2 separate regions of the Sus scrofa genome follow, and region 2 is linked to region 1. The links are chromatin contacts, called in public Hi-C maps. All regions are on one chromosome and are shown on one strand. Each heading gives the region's core, a stretch centred on a gene start, on an enhancer-like site or on the middle of the called end of the contact. The rest is flanking DNA. Distances are from core to core; before and after follow the strand shown.

Region 1 (4,308 bases), core at 633-3,132:
CTACAGTGTGAAGCACTGCCTGTGCACTCTATCATCTGGGAGGCGGCATTATGTGGTTTTTAATTTAAGTGTCCAACTGTCCAGGTTCGAATATTGTGCTCTGCCATTTACTACTGAGACTCTTGGGACACTTATCCTACGTCTTTATAGCTGTTTTCTCATCTGCAGAATGGGCATTGTAGCGATAGCACTCCTAAAAGAATTGCTAGGTACAGTTAATTTAGACATAAAATTTCTTAAAAGTAGTCCTTCACACAGCACATATACTAAGCATTCGCTATTATCCTCACAGCAGTCTGTCAACCAGCCAAACCCTGGTTCACCAACTGCTACATACTGAGAGTTTCCGGTCTTTGGAGTAAGAGCTGTCCCATTTACAGATGAGGAAACTGAGGTTCAAAGACGCTAACTGCCAGTCTAACAAGACACAGCAGTCAGCGGCATCACTGATACCAAGCCCAGGTCTGATTTTAGAAGCTGTTCTTCAGACCCCTCATCCTTCCAAGTTATAGATGCTACACTTGTTCCCCGCAGGGCGGAGGAAGACACCTGGGTGCTACGTCATGGGAGAAAAGGACAGAGAGTATGTGAAACATCTCCACATACCTCAGGAGAAGTGAAAAATCAAGAGTAAGGTAAGATGGGTCTGAGGAGGGGTAAACGGGAAAGACGGACCTCAGGATGACATGAAAGAGGGGCTGATGCTGGCTGGTGAGGGAAGAGACTGAATGAGGATGCAGAACGGGGGACAGAGCATGGGTGCAGAAGTTGGGAAAAGAACAGGAAAGGGAGACAAATGTGGGAATAACCAGTTCTCCCATCACCTGCAAGGAGGCTCATGGCTCAAGGCTGGGAGTGAGGAGAACCAGTCCTGCTCTTGAGATCGAACTTAAGAGAAGGCTCGGTGCCTGAGCTGAGAGGCAGCCAGCAAGGAACTATGGCTGCGGGCACAAAGGGAGGGAGCCCTGCTAAGGGAGCAGGGCAGCAGCTGGACAGGAGCTGTCCTTGGTCCTGACCAGGCCCTGCCCATCATGTACTGGTCAGGTATCAGGGGTGGGGAGCTACCGCTTTGCAGACAACGCTTAAGGCCTGCCTTCCTCTTCCTCTGGGGGCTGCCGTGCATCCTCCCCCACAGGCTCAGTCCCACTTTCTCTGTTCCTCCTCAACCAAGGGCAAGTTTGGGTGTTTCCCTAACCCCGCACAAGAAACCCAGCCTGGAATTCAAAGCTACTCCGCATTTCTTCCCTCCCAAGTGGACCTGCCCCATCTCACTTCCAGCCCAAAGCCCCAAGTCCTCCACCTAGGAAACACCTATTCCCTTCAGAAATGAAACTTGCTCCATGCAGCCCTCCTCACGGGTCCCATTCCCCCAGCTCAGCTTGAGACTAGGTCGCCTTTGTTGAGACAGAATGAGAGGCTTGGTACTCAGCATTGTTGATTACATCAATGTGTGCATGCGTGAATAATGGGACGAACTTAACTGGACACCACTGCAGTCCCCACCTGCCGGAAGGGCAGGGCAGTTCTCGGAATGGTTCCCGCCTAGGCAGCTTGACTAGAGCAGTGCCCCTTCCACCCTAGGAGCTACAGGTTGGCCCCAGCACTCCCTACCAAGGCCTGGGTTCCAGCATCCCCCCATCCTTCCCCCAGGTCTTCCAAGGTCACCCCATTAGGGGGTAGTGGCAGTGGAAAGGAAGCGGAGACAGCAGTGCAGTGAGGACTCAGGTTTACTCTTTGGGGGCTGGGAGCGGTAAAGGAGGAAGTGTGGGCGGGACGGGGGCGCCCCTCAGTAGTCAGCTGTGTAATCTGTGCCATGCAGCCCCCGGCACAGAAGTGTGAATTCCTTCACCATCTCCTTCACTCGCCTCTTGTTTACCCGCTCGCTGAAGGAGCAAAGGGAGAGCAAGTTAGCACATCCACCCTGGCCTCCTCTGCCCCCCGCCGGCTCAAGCCCAGGCCCTGCCAGCTCTGCTCACCGAAGAATCTGTTGGCTGAAGGTGTCCTTCTGTTCAGGGCTGAGGCGGGCAGAGGGAAAGCCAGGTGACTGAAGTGCCTCCTTGATCCACACACTCAGGAGGCTGAAGCAGTGTTTGTTCAGAGCAAATAGGATGTCGGCAAAGCAGTCCATGAGGCTTCGGGAGGCCTGGCCCCCGATGGCCTGAGGGAGATGGGCTCTCAGCACACCAGGGCCTTGGCCTTTCTGCAGGAAGGATGCCCAGCCACAGGCACCCACTCCCCTGACAGGTTCTCAGCCCAATGCACCTAACAGTGCGTGCTTTTTAAGAGCCCGCTGATCCTCACAGCAGCCTAACAGCTCTCAGCCATTTGCTTGATGAACCAACAGGACCGGAGAGTTTAGGGAGCCAGAGGCTCAAGCTCCCCAGGAGGGCAGCTGCCTCCGCAGTGAAGGCCGCCCCACCCCGCTCCGTGCCCCGCTTGCTCCCTCTCACCTCCAGCACTGCTATGAGCAGCATGCGGCCGTCCTCCTGTACCACCTTCCCCACAGGTTCTACCTCCCCGCAGCGAGGCAGCAGCTCTGTCTACAGAGGGTGGAGAGGCCCGTCAGCCCCCGCTCTTTCCCCCTGTCTCCCTGGAGACGACACCAGCACACCACACCCTGACCTTCTGGAGTCCTGGGCAGGGCAGGCTGGGTATAGGGGTGGCGGGGGGTTAAGGGTTGGCGTGGGACTCACAAAGAAGCCACAGGAGGCCTTGACAGTAGGTGCTTCGGGGAACTTGAGGGCCAGCACAGCTGCGAGAGAGGCAGAGACACATGAGATGGGGCCCGAGCGTCCTCCCAAGGGGGCCCCAGGCCCCCCTGGCCCCTGGCCCCACTTACCACACTGGAACACAGCTTTGACATCCAGGCGTTCACACAGGAACAAGTCGGGCTTCCGCTTCAGAGCCTGCAGGATGTGGAGCTGGTAAGCCCAGCCCCGGCCAGCTCCAAGGACCATTCCCCCCCACTCACCTGCCACCCAGGCCCCAACTTTACACACCACGAGGAGAGGCTGCCAAAACCAGCCACCCGGCCGTCTCTGGGGGACCAGAGTTCAGCAGGTCCGGAGGGGAGTGGCCGAGGGATGCTACGCACGTGTATGTGTACATGAGTGCACAGGCGAATGGGAGGTTGGGGTCACGATGCAGAAAGTCTGGGTCCCGAGTCACCCCTGAGCAAACACCTCCCCACCCCACCCCCACTATCAGAGCCAGACCTCCTGCAGGCTCCAGGTTGCCAGCAGTAGCTTTGCTTTGATTCACAAGGGCAGTGGAGGCCCCCATGGGTTTGTTAACAGGGCAGCAGGAAGAAGAGGTGGCAGCTGGACCAACAGCCCCACTCCTGTGTCCCACCTGCATTCCTGAGACACCCTTCAGCTCAGGAAGAGGAAAAGCAGGGCAGGACTCTGGAGGCCAGGCCGCCCCTTTTCCTCAAGAGGCCCTGTGCCCAGGCCCTTCTCCACTGGACCCAGCCCGGAAGCCAGGGCTGCCAGGCTGCGGGGAGTGGATGGAGTACAGGGGCAGAGAGCCCACCCCAAGTGGTACCAGGACTGGCACATCCTCAGGCCACAGGAGATGCTCTGCACAGCTCCCACAGTCCTCAAGCACTGCTGTTCTCCAGCAGCCCCCAACGCACGCCACACGGACCCCTAACCCGCCAGCCCTCACACCCCTGCATGTTCACTCCCCCGGGTTCACGCGTGTGCACACAGCCCCCCATGCACCCTCACTTCACACACCCTACTTACCCTCTTCCACACACCTCTGCCACATCCCTTGTACGCACCACTCTCCCAGATGTGCAACACACGCTCGCTATGTATTCACAACCCAGCTCCCCCAACCACGTGTCCCCAAACCACGTCCACACACCTGTACCCTCAACCTCCTCAGGTCTCCAGCAGCTGCACTCTCCCCATACACACTCACAGATACACACGCAGATGCCTTCTCCCAGAGACGGCACCCTCACGGATACCCACACACACACACACGTCCACCCGGACCCAGGACACACTGCCCGTTCCCACTCCTCTCCTCCTCTCCCACTGGACGGTGGGTTCGTTCCAGGAGAGTAAGGGCTGTGCCCGCTTCTGCTCACCATTCTCAGCACCCAGCAGACTATCCAGCATGTGCTTCACACTCAAAAAGCATTTGTGGAGTGAGTAGGCAAAGAAACATCAGGTACCCCAACCCGCAGGAAATTCCTAACTCACAGAAGCCCCCGTCACACCAACCCCTCATCCCCACAGCCCGACACATATATCTTCCCAAACACACAACCCCTGATAGAGACAGCCAGCACCACAG
Region 2 (4,308 bases), core at 1,026-3,525, 720 kb after region 1:
GACTTACTACCCGCCTAACCCAGAGCCTAGAAGGCAAAAGGCAAAAGTGTAAAGCATCAAAGAGATAATATAGGACATATATTAATAGTTTGGGGTAAGGGATAATTCCTTAACAAGACATGAAGAGGAAAAGATTGATAAATTTGACTTCATTAAGGAGCTCCCGTCATGGCTCAGTGGTTAACAAATCTGACTAGCATCCATGAGGATGTAGGTTTGATCCCCAGCCTTGCTCAGTGGTTTAAGGATCCAGCATTGCTGTGAGCTGTGGTGTGGGTTGCCGACGAGGCTTGGATCTGGGGCTGCTGTGGCTGTGGTGTAGGCTGGCAGCTACAAGTCCAAATCGACCCCTGGTCTGGGAACCTCCATGTGCCATGTGTGCGGCCCTAAAAAAAGCAAAAAAAAAAAAAAATTGACTTCATTAAGGCCAAGAATTTCTGTCCATCAAGATATCATAAGGAGGAAGAAAACATAAGCCCTAAACTGGGAGAAATTATTTGGAATATACATATCTAGCAAAGGATTAGTATACAGAATATATAAAGTGTGTCCATAAATCACTAGAAATATTACCACCCCTGAAACGTGGAAAATAATTAAAAAAAAAAAGATAAGACATTTCCTAGAAAAGTAAATAGGAGTAGCCCCTTACCTGTGTGAAAATATTCATCCTCATTAGTATGAGATAAATACACGTTAAAACCACAGTAAGATACCCCTTCTCAAGCACTAGGCAAGCAAAAACTTAGGAAGTAAAATAACAGCAAAGGGTGGTGAGGCCCTGGCGGAGGCATGGCCTCCTCCTGCCACGGCCTTTTGGTGGAGTGTGGATTGGTGCTACCACGTGAGCCAGTAATTTCAGCCCTGGTGCATGTCCTGGAGCATCTTTGCACAAGGAGATGCGTACACATGAAGGCAAGAATGTTTGTAGCAGCGTGGTTAGTAACAGTGACAAATGCTGGTTCTGAAATGGCCATCGACACTAGGATGGATAAATACGTTTGAGATACTAGAGTCATATGACAGAATGCTGTACAGTAATAATATAAACGCAGTTAATATGTATCGAGATGCATGAATTTCAAAAGCATACTGTTGAGCAAAAGAAGCGAGTCACAGAATACATACACTATGATTACATGTAAATAAAGTTGGCAAACAGCACAGACTAAAAAAAGCGGCATCTTACCTAAAGCCACACAGATAGGCGTGTAAAACTACACAGAGGAATAAGGGAATAATAGCAAAGTCCAGGGTGGGGTGAGAGTGGGCATGCACGTGGGAAGAATGCAATCAGGGAGAAACGCTGGAACTGGTAATGTTCTGTTTCCTATCCTACGGGCAGGCTCAAAGATCTTTTGTACGCAAAAGTCTTTTGTACGCATTTGTCACAATAAGACCTGCTGCATGCAAAAAAGGAGTCGGAAAAAGAGCAGGTGGTTAAATGGTGGAAACCACGGAAATCAATAGCAGGACCACTGTGAACACACCAGGGATGGTTATTTGTGATTTGGGATAAAACCTCCAGGGTCGTCATCACACATAGACTCAAAAGGTGCTGTAATGAAAGTGGTGTACTCTGGAAAACTGTTGTAAAACTCAAAGACAGCGATATTGAAGATGCATGAAACTCTTCCAAATATTTCTTTCATTAAATCACAGTTTAAAAAGTGCATTAATATTAACATGATTTTACATGTAATCTTAGCTGTGTATGTGCGACTCATTAATCTATACATCAAATAAGGCACGTAGACCCATATTTCTTTCACATTTATAAAACCACAGGTATATCCCAAGTTGGTCAAAGAGGTTTCCTTCTCAATCGTCGGGATGGGATTATGGGATTATATTTGGCACACATGGTTACGTATGTCAGACTGGAAAGTGTTTTACCTGGAATGAATTTTTGCCACTTTTGATCCACATTGTATTTCACACAATGATTTCCTGAAGGAAATATGATGATCTGTTCATCGAAGAAGAAGACATTGTTGGCCACGTGGGATCGAAAACCAAAAACATGCAGCGACTGAGCTACCACGGTGGACATGGTCCCGGGTAAAGAGTTCTGCTGAAGATGAAGCGCAGGTGGGGAGCTCGGAGACACGCGTCACCCCCCACCGAGCCCCCCCCGCCCCCCCGCCCCCCGCCCCCGCGACGCGCCTCTGACCCCGCCCCTGACCCCGCCCCTGAGCCAGACCCCGCCCCCAGGGCCTTCTCCGCCCACCTCCCTTCAGCAGCCTCCTTCCGCGCCCTCGACCCGGCTCCTGCTTCTCCTCTTTCCTTTGCCTTCGCGGCTCCCTGTTCCGGACGATCCCCAGAGCCCCGTCCCACCTGTCGCTTCTGCTCTGCGGATCACCAGACCGCTCGTGGATGCAGGGTACTACCCAGGGATCCTAAGCAGCCCCGCACTTTCCGACGCCGGAGCGGTTCCTATAGCGACGGCAAACCGGAAGTGTGTCTTCGGCTGGAAGCGGAAGTCCCGCTCAGAGGGTTGAGTGGCGGCGGGGAGTTGAGGGCCCTGGTGGTGTTCGGATACACGTGGAGCTGCGGTGGGCGGGCAGCGGCCGGACAGCCGGAGGCGGCGGCGGCGGCGAGGGGCACCCTTTTGTAGCCGCGGAGACCTAGGGCTCCGCTGCCTCCTCCGGCGGGTGTGGACGTGCGCTTTGCGAGATGGATACTCCCCCGCTCTCAGGTTCGGATTCCGATTCTGATGACTCTCTGGTCACCGACCGAGAGGTAGGTGTCCGCCGAGCTTGCTGGGCTGCGCACGGGAGAGGGGTCCTGGTTCTCCGGTACTGACTGCCGGTCGTGCCTGTAGTTGCAGGACGCGTTTTCCCGGGGCCTCTTGAAGCCAGGCCTCAACGTGGTGTTAGAGGGGCCGAAGAAGGCCGTGAACGACGTGGTGAGCTCGGGCGCCGGGCGGGAGGGGCTGGGCGTGGGGTGCGCACGAGGCACGGTTGTGCCCGGGAGACTGCGTTCTAGTCCCAGAGAAGACGCAGCCTGCGCATTGCCAGGGGGGTCCACGACCTGTCGGGGTCTCGAGGGCTAACGCTTGGTTTGTTGGCCTGTTTCCTCCCTGTGAGCTTCGTGTCTGGATTTCCTAGAATGGCCTGAAGCAGTGTCTGGGCGAATTTAAGCGGGATCTGGAGTGGGTTGAAAGGCTCGACGTGACCCTGGGTCCGGTGCCGGAAGTCACTGCCCCTCAGTCAGCCTCCCAGAGCAAGGATCCGAAAGCTGTTGATCCAGAAGACGACTTCCAGCGTGAGATGAGCTTGTACGTCTGTTTTCAAGTGGCAGAGGTTGTGGGTCCCCGAGAACGTGCTGGAGAGTGAGGAGGGGGGAGGCCGTGAGCCAGTAGGGATTTCCTAACCCTGGGAGCCGGGAGGAGGGCTTCTTTGGACCAAAGAGCTAGGAGAGTCTCCCTGGTTGAGAGAAGAGCCCCTTGGTCCAGCAGTCACAGCTTAAAGTCCAGTGTGTTCAGATATTCAGTTTTAAAGTTTTTTGTGTGTGTGCAATTGATTTTAGAATAAGAATTTCCTTATGGGCGGTCCCTGTGGGCTTTTTTTAGTGACTTAATAAGAATATGTAATTGGAATTCGTAAATTGATGGGTTCTTCTAAAGTGGTCGTTCTCAAACGGCTAATTTCTTTTTAGCAGTCCTCCCCACCCCCTTTATTTATTTGTGCATTTGTTTATAATATAGTTGATTTACAATGTTCTGCCAATTTCTTCTGTACAGCAAGGTGACCCTGTTAGACATGCATAGAAATTCTGTTTCTCATGTTATCCTCCATCCTGATCCATCACAAGGGATTGGATATAGTTCCCTGTGCTACATGGCAGGATCCCATTGCCCATCCATCCAAATGTAACAGTCTTCATCCCCACCCCCTTTAAAAAGAGTGTACATCTAAATTTCTCCTAAAAAGTTAGTGAGGTTTTATTGCTGTTTCTGTTTGCATGTGTGTTCTTGCTGGTGCAGCTCAGGTGTTGAGAGGCTCTCTGACCTTAGGTGACTCATGAGAGACAGTGGGGAGGATTTCAGGTCTCTCTCCCTTAGCCTCTCACACTTGGTCCTGTATCTTCAGCTACCGTCAGGCCCAGGCAGCAGTGCTTGCGGTACTGCCCCGCCTCCATCAGCTCAAAGTCCCTACCAAGCGGCCCACGGACTATTTTGCAGAGATGGCCAAGACCGATCAGCAGATGCAGAAGGTGAGAAACAGGGAAGGTGTTCTCTGGGAAACTGAGGCTTTGTGCTTAAGTGCACTCAGCTGGCTTATTTCATTTAGTATTTAAATGAAC

What was found. A called contact is a pair of places that touch in the nucleus more often than the background predicts.
Region 2: a Hi-C map of liver shows a contact between it and region 1, with 4 times the contacts expected there. The contact joins the promoter of EBNA1BP2 here to the promoter of DPH2 in region 1. A contact is called at or near these places in 1 of 5 promoter capture datasets (liver) and 1 of 47 Hi-C or Micro-C datasets (liver).

What each region holds. Positions count from the first base shown.
Region 1 is chr6:167,325,878-167,330,185 of Sscrofa11.1, forward strand. It overlaps DPH2 (2-(3-amino-3-carboxypropyl)histidine synthase subunit 2), which reads right to left and starts at 1,883. Exons shown (of 6, transcript XM_021096833.1): 1 at 1-1,883. IPO13 (importin-13) reads right to left here. Exons shown (of 19, transcript XR_298727.3): 15 at 2,840-2,906; 16 at 2,694-2,752; 17 at 2,451-2,540; 18 at 1,977-2,158; 19 at 1,710-1,883.
Region 2 is chr6:168,047,211-168,051,518 of Sscrofa11.1, forward strand. EBNA1BP2 (probable rRNA-processing protein EBP2) reads left to right here and starts at 2,276. Exons shown (of 9, transcript XM_003128081.4): 1 at 2,276-2,742; 2 at 2,825-2,908; 3 at 3,111-3,280; 4 at 4,095-4,218. The coding sequence starts at 2,677.